2 separate regions of the Mus musculus genome follow, and region 1 is linked to region 2. Evidence: chromatin contacts called from public Hi-C data. All regions are on one chromosome and are shown on one strand. Each heading gives the region's core, a stretch centred on a gene start, on an enhancer-like site or on the middle of the called end of the contact. The rest is flanking DNA. Distances are from core to core; before and after follow the strand shown.

Region 1 (5,347 bases), core at 80-2,579, about 14 Mb after region 2:
AAGAAGGGTCAAGTGGAATTAACTCCTGAAACCTAACTCCATACTGGCAGATAAGCAAGCAGCATCAAGGGCAGACTTTCTCATTCTGTTCACGGAGAAAGGAAGGAAGGAAGGAAGGAAGGAAGGAAGGAAGGAAGGAAGGAAGGAAGGAGTGAGTCCTGGAGAAATGGCTCATGGTTCTGAGCACTGGTCACTCTTCCAGAGGATCTGGGTTCAATTTCCAGCACTCACACCGAAGCTCACAACTATCTGTTACTCCAGTTCCAGGGGATCTGACATCCTTACACAGACATGAATGCAGGCAAAACCATGTATAGGAAATAAAAACAAGTAAGTTATAAGGAAGGGAAGGGCATCAGGAACTCAGATGGCAATGTACTAAATCCTTGGGAACCTGGAAACACGGAACTACTGTGATAGTCCTTTGCCTGCAATTTTGAGAGAGGTTCTCACTGTGTAACTTTGGCTGACTTCAGTCTCAGAGAACAGCTTGTTTCTGCCCTCCGAGTGCTTCAATTAAAGGAGAGCACCAGCCTGCCCAGCTTCCCTGCAACTCGTTATCACTGAAGTGTTCCCAATAATTCAAAGACACAGTAGTGCAACAGAGTCAGCCAACAGTAGCAGAGGGGGCTCATTTTCTGTCTTTTGACTGATGGGAGGGCTACTCACCTTAGAGGAAGTATTTTCTTGTTTTTTACACAGAATACTAAGACATGGGAAACCCTTCATCTTCATTGCAAGGTTCTGCCAAAGGGAAAAGTAAAAGTTGGGACACCTGAATTTATGACCTCAGGTTCACAACACAGCTGACATTTAGAGAAGCAGATTTTAAGAGGACTGAGGGTTTTGGCAACAGGAATGCTTGAGATAAGCTTTGCTGGACCACTCGCAGTTTGGGGGGGTTATAACAGCAACTAATATTTTCAGTGTGCCTACTGTGGCTCAGCCACTTTGCATATCTATTTCATTTAGACCGTATTATCCGAGTTTACAGATAAGCAGCCAGAATCTAGCGTCTGCTGGTGTAAGGTCACTTGAGATCACTTGCCATGAGGTCAGGAACTGAGCTGATCAAGGACAAGCCAACTTGCTTTTCCGAGGCGCTGTTCAGTCGCGCAGGCCACGGTCGCCCTCTGCTGACGGATCACAGAGGCGCGCTGAGATTGATCCTTAAAAAAACCTAAAGGCGGGTGGAGTCTTCCCCCCCGCTAGAGGCCGCCACTGAACGAACAGCGTAACTCAGTGCGTCTGGCCCGTCTGTGGGAACTTCCTGCCAGATCTCGCTGATCCTTACAAAGACGGTTAACTTTACTTGACGTCCCTGTAAACAAAAGAGACGAGCGCCGACCCGGAAGTGGAAGCTGTGGCTTCGCGTTCTGGCCGGCCGGAAGGAGACCAAAGGGAAGTTGTAGCCATGGCTGTAGCCGTGGCCGCCGCCGGGGTCCTAATGGGCTCGGAGCCCGGCCCGGCGGAAGAACTCGCTAAACTTGAGTACCTGTCTTTGGTGTCGAAGGTTTGCACGGAGCTGGACAATCACTTGGGCATCAACGACAAGGATCTGGGTGAGCTGGAGGAAGGTCCCGATGGCTTTTGATTTTGGGGGTGAGGGAGGCAGGAGAGAAGCGGTTGATGGTGTGTGTGTGTGTGTCTGTCTGTCTGTGTCTGTGTGTGTGTCATCGTGACTTGGGCTCCGGGAACCTGTGGCGGTGGCCTCTGCTTGAGAACCATCCGGTCCGAGCTATTAGAAACCATTTCTGTGAGCTGCCGGTGAAGGCTGGGGCAGCAATTTCTGCTCGATTGTTGTTTTTCAGTTCTGGGGGGCGAAATAGCTTTAACAATAGCAGCAGCAGCAGCCCCCGCGAAGATGATGGTTGTAATTACGGCCAGTAATTTTTAGAAGCTCACAAGATATTATGGGTAGCTCTTCATCTACATTATCTTGTTTGGTCTTCGCACAGTCAGGCAGTAGTCAGCATCTACTTCGAGCTTGTGCTTTGAGCCGTGCTCTTAAATTAGTTACATCTTCTTATCTCTCACATACTAGTCATTAGATGTTTAAGGGCAAACTGTGACTAGGGGACCCAGAGAGAAAATAAGAAAGGCTCGGGGCCCAGATCGTAATTATATGCATAGCCGGAGCCCTTGTGAAAATGAGAGGCCGAGTATGTGAATTAGAAGCATGAGGGGAACACTTCCGTTTGATAGGTACAGGGTTGGGTGGTGTTGGGCTTTTTCAGAATGTCCTCAAAAGTAAATGACAGCCAGGCAGGCGCCTAGGATCTCAGGCTTGGGATGTGAGGGCAGAATGATTAGTAATTCCAAAGTCACACGTAGATAATCTGAGGGTAGCTTGGGCATGGTATGTATCAGGGTATGACCCGTCACAAAAAACGACGACAAAGCCGGGCAGTGGTGGCGCACGCCTTTAATCCCAGCACTTGAGAGGCAGAGGCAGGCGGATTCCTGAGTTCTTTTATAATTTAATTATTATCTGAGTCCATTTATAATTCCTTTTTTTTTTTTTAACAGCTGAATTTGTCATCAGTCTTGCTGAGAAAAATACTACCTTTGATACTTTTAAGGCTTCTCTGGTCAAAAATGGTGCAGAATTCACAGTATGTATATCTGAAGATTCTTTGTTTCCTTTTTGTTTCTTTGGTGTTGCTACTGAATTTAAATTTTGATCGCACTAAAGGATTTTTAAGTAGGAAGGAGCGATTTGTGCATATCAAGTAAATAAGCCATCAAATGTGTAAAGTTGCGTTGCTGGCCAGGGAGCCAGATTCCTTCCCCACTGTCCTAGGAGAATGCCGCAGGACTTCCGGCAGTAAGTCTGAGGATGCTGACATTCTTTTGTTGTTGTTGTTGGTTTGTTTGTTTTTAATTTTTTATTAGATATTTTCTTCACTTACATTTTTTAAAGATTTATTTATCTTATTTATGTGAGTACACTGTAGCTGTCTTCAGACACTCACCATAAGAGGGCATCAGATCCCATTACAGATGGTTATGAGCCACCATGTGTTGTTGCTGGGAATTGAACTCGGGACCTCTGGAAGGGCATTTGGTGCTCTTAACCCCTGAGCCATCTCTCCAGCCCCTGATGTTGACATTCTTGTTCTGTGAATCAGGACGTCAGGGACAAGCCGGGCAGTTGTGGCCCACACCTTTAATCCCAGCACTTGGGAGGCAGAGGCAGGCAGATTTCTAAGTTTGAGGCCAGCTTGGTCTACAGAGTGAGTTCCAGGACAGCCAGGGCTACACAAGAGAAATCATGTCTCAAAAAACCAACAAACAAATGAAAAATGACGTCAGGAGCAATAATAGTCTAGGGTTTGGAGACAATTTTAAAAGATGGGAAGAAATGGTCTCTGGGTATCGTCCAAGCCAGTGGTCTGCAGCCTTCTAATGCTGCAACCTTTTAATACAGTTCCTCATGTTGTGGTGCCTCCCAACTATACATTTATGTTTTGTTACTTCCTCATAACTAATTTTGCTACTGTTATGACTCATAATGTAAATATCTGTGTTTTTTGATGGTCTTAGGTGACTCCTAAAAGGGTTGTGACCCACAGGCTGAGAACCTCTGGTCTAACTTAGCTTCCTGCTGTCCCAGGCTGACATTCTGTGCTTTCTTGTCTAGTCAGCACACATTGAGGGCATAAGCACACTTCCCTACAGCATATCCTATTGTAATATTGAGCCAGATCCAGAGGCTGACGTGCTATGTCTGTGCTTCTTTTCTTTGTAGGATTCTCTTATTAGCAACCTCCTGCGTCTCATACAGACCATGCGGCCTCCTGCAAAGCCTTCTACCAGTAAAGGTAAGGAGGGCTCCAGCTGAGCAGAGCCTCCAGAAGGGGCTGGGTGGTGGCATCCCTGTGAACTGCACTTTGCTCTCAGCTGTTGCTAAGCAAGAGAATGCTCTAATCGAATTCTGAGACATTCAAATGAGGGCTGATAGTCTCCCTCCCCTCCTTCACCAGCACACTGCTTGGTGAGGCTTTCGAAGTTAATGGATTTAGACAATCAAGCTAAATTTTCTAGTACGTATGTGATATATGTAGTAAAATGTTGTTTGTTTTTTGCATTTGATACAAATCTAATGTTGAAGTTATTGCATTCACTAGTAATATTAAATATATCTGTCTCTTTCTTATCCCTGCTCCTTAATGAACTCAGATCCGGTTGTTAAACCCAAAACCGAAAAAGAAAAGCTGAGGGAACTCTTCCCCGTCCTCTGCCAGCCGGACAACCCTTCAGCTCGGGTACGGGGGCCGTGTGGGGAGTGTCTGCCCAAGTGCCTGTCCTCTGTCCCTTTTCTTCTCCCTAGCCATTGTCTGGATTTTAACTTGGTGTCTGTTGTGTGATGTTTTTCCGAGCAAGAGTATGAAAGGGGGGCTAGAGAGATGGCTCAGTGGTTAAGAGCACTGACTGCTCTTCCAGAGGTCCTGAGTTCAAATCCCAACAACCACATGGTGGCTCACAGCCATCTGTACTGGGATCTGATGCATCTTCTGGTGTGTCTGAAGACAGCTACAGTGTACCTACATATAATGAATAAATCTAAAAAAAAAAAAAAAAGAATATGAAAGGGTCCAGAGATTAATATTCAAAGGCTTGGGGACTTGGGGAAACAATGGTATGTTTAAAAGATGTCATTTTAGGATAGCTATGTTGGTGAATTTGTTTAATTCCAGCATTTAGGAGACAGAAACAAGGGACCTCTGTGAGTCCAAGGCCAGCCTGGTTTATATGTTGAGTTCTAGGATAACCAGGGTTGCATAGAAAGGAAAAAAAAATAACAAAACCTTAGAGTTTACTGAGTACTTGTTAATCCCAAAGATCGGATGAGAAAACCCACCAACCCAAATCATGATCAAGTTAAATAAAGCAAGCAGTTAATTAAAGCAAGCTTTTTTCGTGTATATAGGCTGCCTCTTCCTAAGGTAGGGCTCAAGAAGTCAGCATTGGGCATGGGGAAGACAAAGTTTTTCTAGCTCAGGGGTAGGCGATTTTCAAATGGGGGATTTGGCAGGCAAATAGGCAGGGTTAGAATGTAACAAGGTGTCATAACAACAGGTGGTTATAATAGTAACCTTTTGAAACAAAGGTAGAGTTGCAAGATGGTCACAACAACTTTCTGAAACAGACATGATTGCCATTCCTGGAACAGGCAGTTACAGAACCATTTGTAATAAAGGTTGCCAGTGGGACATACTCCAATCCTTGAGAAACAGATTTAATCATAAATAGGAATGAACCTAGTTTGCCTTTATTGTAAGATGGCTCTCAAGTCCAAGATGGAGGCAAGCTGGCTGATCATACTTGCTGTGTACCAACCAAG
Region 2 (5,645 bases), core at 2,779-5,278:
AGGTCCTGACCTCAATTCCCAGCAACCACATGGTGGCTCACAACCATCTGTAATGGGATCTGATGCCCTCTTCTGGTGTGTCTGAAGACAGCTACAGTGTATTCATATATATAAAATAAATAAATCTTCAAAAAAAAAAGTTAATAGCTACCACTTTGGGTATGACACAGGTCTATTATTCCAGCATTTTGGAGACTGAGGCAGAAGGATCACACACGACCTGGCTTATGGGGAGAGCGCTGTACATCATTTTGCAACAAAAGTATTGGAGATTAACTAGTTATGCTTCTAGTTTGGGACAGTCTCTTACGAAGGTCTGAGATATGCACACATACAAACCGTCTTTAACTTACCTTCTTCCGTGTGTGTTCCTGCTATGAGATGAAGGTGCTGAATGCAGGCAGTTGCAAGGCTGACCACTCTATCAACCATAAAACTTCCCTCTGTATCAATAAATACTGCTTCACCGGCCACGCCCCCAAAACATTCTGGAATCTGCACATCTACTGCCAATTGCATACTGCCACGAAATGAAATGACCAGATCATTATCATAACCAGTTAAGATGTCTCTTGTAAACTGCATATAATCATCAGCTAGATCAAGTTTTCTAAATGCAAATAAATACCCCAAGGCAAAAGAGATGTCTAAGTCTCCATAGCTCCAAATACATATGATCAATAGATGCCTAGATAATAGATAAGGTGTTGTACAGAACTATAACTAAGGAAGTTGTAGTGGGTTTTAGATTGCTGAGGACTGAATGCTTTACTTTCTCCTTTGAGTCCCGGTCTGGCAATGTAGCCCAGGCTGATCCTTCAACTCCCAATCCTGCTATCTCAGTCTCCATTCTAACCCTACTGTCCTGTTTATAGGAGTTGGCCATAACCAAGTAGACACACTTTTTTTTTTTGAGGGGGAAGACAGGGTCTTGCTATATCACTGGCTAGTCTAGCAACTGTTATATAGCCCAGAACATCCTCTATTTCTTTTCTTTTCTTTTTTTTAAAGATTATATTTATTATTATACATAAGTACGCTGTAGCTGTCTTTAGACTTGCCAGAAGAGGGCATCGGTTTCATTCTGGGTGGTTGTGAGCCACCATATGGTTGCTGGGATTTGAACTCAGGACCTTCAGAAGAGCAGTCAGTGCTCTTAACCACTGAGCCATCTCGCTAGCCCCCATCCTCTATTTCATAGCACTCCTGCGTTCGTATCCTGAGTGTTGAGATTATGAGTATGTCACCAAACATGATTCAGAACTCTTCTTTATCATATATAAATCAACTTTAAAACATCTGACAAATATATCTCAGAAGCCAATTAATTAGGAGTGTATACGTTTAGTGACCAGGCAATATTATGAAAGAAACATTTTTGATATCAAAACTTCATCAAGAAGACAGGGATCCTGGATAATATGATGGTAAGCTGATTGTTTGATGTGAACACATACAAAGTAGTACTGTATGCTTCTTGGTTTCCTGACTACAAACTCACAGCAGAATATTCTGTTTGTTACATTAAGTCCACCCGTAAGCAGGGAACGTCCTATTTTACCATAACTGTGTTTTTCCAACACCTGGTACACCACAAACTTCTGTCGTCTTCATTAGGGGTATTCCACCCCCAAGAATGTTATCGAGTGCTGAACAGAAGGTGATTATGAAGCCCTGGGTATGCTCTTGCTCGAGAAGTTCCAGTGCTGTGCACTTCTCGTTTGCCACAGATGTACCGGCACATCTTGGTTTATTTGTGAGACATTCTCTTCTTAGAATTTGTAGAGTTTCCAAGGCTTCCTCTTTAGATATCCCAACTTCTATAAATAAAATAAGAAAAAGAAAACCTGACATTAGAGAATTAAAAGTATAACTCAGAGCCTGGCATGGGGGCCCATGCCTTTAATGCCAGCACTAGGAAATCAGGCAGGCCAGCATGGTCTACAGATCGAGTTCCAGGACAGTCAGGACTACACTGAGAAACCTTTTTCTTTCCTTTTCTCTCTCTCTCTTTTTTAAAAAGATTTATTTTTATTTTATATACGTGAGTACATGTAGCTGTCTTCAGACACACCAGAAGGGGGCATCGGATACCATTACAGATGGTTGTGAGCCACTATGTGGTTGCTGGGAATTGAACGCAGGACCTCGGGAAGAGCAGTCAGTGCTCTTAACCGCTGAGCCATCTCTCCAGCCCCCAAACCTTTTCTTGAAACAAACAAAAGTCTAACACAGAAATGAATTATCCAATTATTTAGTTATTTAGCAGTTGGGGAATCAAAACCAGGGCCTTGGGCATACATAGCTAGTTAGTGCTCTACCCATTCTGCTACTACTCTGTTAGCATCATCGCTGGGATGTAAAATTAGACTAGGGGTATAGCTCTGTGGTAGTGTTTAACATTGGCAAAGCCATGAGTTCAATACACAACACTTAAACAAAAATCAAACCAGATTCCATTCTGTCCTCTTTGATCACCATCAAAGAGATGTGCATAGTATTACTGGCACAGTGGGTGACTACAACGAAGTTTGGATTTGTGAACATTAAGGATGCAGTGGTCCCCACTTTGGTTTTTTTGTTTTGTTTTTTGAGACTGGGTTTCTCTGTGTAGCCCTGGCTGTCCTAGAACTCACTCTGTAGACCAGGCTAGCCTCGAACTCAGAAATTCACCTGCCTCTGCCTCCCAAGTGCTGGGATTAAAGGCGTGCGCCACCACTGCCCGGTTGTGATTCCCACTTATCTGTAACCTAAAGAACTCTGAGAAAAGTCGGGGGCCAGGGCGGGGGGGGGGGGGAGGCAGTATTCCTGTGAATCACGAACGTCTTTCTAGAGCTTTCTCCTGGTCTAAGGGAATGTTCTATTGCTTTTCTCACTGAAATATCTCTAGTCCTTCTCTAATCCTTTATTTTTCAACTTCAATTCCCCCCCCCCGCCCCCCAGGATCTTTGACCAAGGAGAATTACATGGCTTGTGATTGTTTCCCAACCCAGTTTATCATGAAACCTCAAGATGAGAAGTCGGTTCTTTCATCTACAGATTGGACACCCTGGTCCAAGAGGAGCCTTCCTTAAACCATTAAGTGAGGCACTCCTCAAAGCATCCAGCGAGCACGGAGAAAGCAATCAGTAAACGTTGCTCCACACAGTTCCAAGCTCAAGAGAATTTCAGCGGTGTCAAAAGATCGGCTTGGCGGAGGCGGCGGAACGAAGACGGAGGCGGCGCCAAGCGGCCGCGGTGCATCAGCTGGCAGCTGGGAGTCGTTACCTTTGCTGAGCTCGGAGGGCTTCACCTCTAGGACGTCCTCCGCCGTCTGAAACCCCGCAGCCACCAGCTTCCCGCGCACCGCTGGAGACAGCGGATAACCCACCAACTCCCGCTGCATTTTTTTTTTTTTTTTTTTTTTTTTTGAGAGCTCGGCGGCTACGCACGCAGTGACGTAGAGCAAGAGGCGCGAAAGCGCTGGAAACCCAAACCCCGCCCTCCCGCGGGGGAGGGTCAGTGGCGTGACGTCACACGCGCGGCGTAAGGGGCGGGGCTCGCGCGGCCTAGACTCACGAGGCCTTGCTGCTGCTGAGGAAATCCCACACACTGGTTTCATGTAAGGTTGTCTTCTAGTTTCACTCGTCCGAGTCACGTTTCGGATATAGCCTGACAGTGAACACAAAAACAAAAAAAGAGGCCGGAGACGCGGAGACGGTAGCCAGGCCAAGTGAACCCTGTACAGCATATTTCCTCACCATGCTCTGCCCTCTTTCACGGGTTCCTCAAGAATCCATCCTCCTGGATGGAAGTTGTAGTAGACGCAGCAACCAGAAACTGACCAGTTGGCAGTTTCCTGCTGTGAAAAATTCAAAAAACCCTTGTAGGAGGTCTGTTGTGTGTCCCCTGACCCTTGCCAGGCGACCCCTTGCTTTTCCCGCCCTCGCGGGGGATTGTGGGCCAGCCTCCCACTTTGGGGGGCTGCGGTAGGGAGTGGTTGGCGCCCACGCGCGCGTCCACGCACTCGCCCGCTCACGCACGCACGCACAGCTTCCGGTGGGTGACCCCGGGACTCCGGAGCTCCCTCAGAGTGTGGCGGTTTCTGAGCATTCATGTCGGCAGGCCTGCCTAGAGTAAGAAGTAGCTGGAAAAGTAAGCTATCGTGTCCTTGTCGTCTCGTGGTCTAGCCTGGGCCTCTGGTGTCCCGAGGGAGGAGCTGGACCTCTTTAGTAGAGTTGACCGGGGATGTTGACGGAGCGGGAGTGACTGCTTCCACATCAGAACTTTTGGGGAGATTGGCAGTTTGGAAGGTGGCTTTAAAGGCCCAAGAAATACGGAAGATGATATAAAAAAAAAGTGTGTCGTGCCGGGCAGTGGTGGCAGCACGCCTTTAATCCCAGCAGTCGGGAGGCAGAGGCAGGCGGATTTCTGAGTTCGAGGACAGCATGGTCTACAGAGTGAGTTTCAGGACAGCCAGAGCTACAAAACAAAACCAAAAAAAGTGTGTCATACCTACCTCACATTTCAAAAAAAAAAAAAAATCTAGCATTTTTTTTGAAGACAGCATCTAAACTTTCTAAATTATGGGATATAGGAATACGCGACTCTCCCTGCTTTTGCACTACTTATTGACAACAACTTCTTCTTTCTTTTTTTCTTTTCTTTTTGGTTTTTCGATACAGGGTTTCTCTATGTAGCCCTGGCTGTCCTGAAACTCACTCTGTAGATCAGGCTGGCCTCGAACTCAGAAATCTGCCTGCCTCTGCCTCTTGAGTGCTGGGATCAAAGGTGTGCGACACCACACCGGGTTCTTTTCTTTTCTTTTTTTAACTTGTGGGTTTTCAAGACAACCTCTTTGTGTAGGTTTCTTTCGTGGCTCTCCCAAAACTGACTCTGTAGAGCAGGCTCTCCTCGAAGTCACAGAGATTCATCTGCCTCTGCCTCCTGAGTACTGGGATTAGAAAGGCCAGCGACCTCCCCACCCCCACCCCCTACCCCCAAAAAAAGCCGGGCAGTGGTGGTGCACGCCTTTAATCCCAGCCCTTGGGAGGCAGAGGCAGGTGGATTTCTGAGTTTGAGGTCAGCCAGGGCTACACAGAGAAACCCCGTCTGGAACCCCCCACCCCCAAAACAAAAGAAAGGTCAGTGCCACCAATGCTCAGCTAAAGCAACGACTCTTTATTATTACATTTCTTTTGTGTTTGTGTGTGACACACAGGCCACATTACTAGACTGGAGGTGAGAGAAATTGGTTCTCGGCTTCCCCCATGTGGTATTGGGGACAGATGGAATTGAGGCTGTCAGGCTTGGCAACCAGGCCCTTTACCTGCTGTACTACCTTTCCCCTCCCTGCCAGTGATTCTTAGCCTGGACTTTTATTCAGGAATTGAAGCTTTAAATACTCCAAATCAGTCATTCAAGTACTAAGGAAGGTGGCGACATTTTGAACAGTGTAGAGAATGTCACAGCTCTTAAATGTGCATAGACACGTCATTCAAAGTATGAGGATGGAAAAACAGCACCATTTTCTTGAAACATAAACTTAAAAAACTGTTTACTATCTGGAGCAAGCTCCAAATTCCGTGTCTCTCCTTGGAGGAGGAGAATGTATTTATCCCATTTGGTGACTCAAAAAGCTTGGTAGGACTGGACAAAATATGGTT

The links. A called contact is a pair of places that touch in the nucleus more often than the background predicts.
Region 1: a Hi-C map of B cells shows a contact between it and region 2, with 6 read pairs. The contact joins the promoter of Dhx8 here to the promoter of Tex14 in region 2. A contact is called at or near these places in 2 of 39 promoter capture datasets (cranial neural crest and maxillary cranial neural crest) and 1 of 484 Hi-C or Micro-C datasets (B cells).

What each region holds. Positions count from the first base shown.
Region 1 is chr11:101,731,627-101,736,973 of GRCm38.p6, forward strand. Dhx8 (DEAH (Asp-Glu-Ala-His) box polypeptide 8) reads left to right here and starts at 1,330. Exons shown (of 23, transcript NM_144831.2): 1 at 1,330-1,562; 2 at 2,530-2,615; 3 at 3,752-3,824; 4 at 4,183-4,268. The coding sequence starts at 1,415.
Region 2 is chr11:87,401,037-87,406,681 of GRCm38.p6, forward strand. It overlaps Tex14 (testis expressed gene 14), which reads left to right and starts at 4,029. Exons shown (of 31, transcript NM_031386.2): 1 at 4,029-4,134. Rad51c (RAD51 paralog C) reads right to left here and starts at 3,470. Exons shown (of 9, transcript NM_053269.4): 1 at 3,268-3,470; 2 at 1,562-1,820; 3 at 354-520. The coding sequence starts at 3,385.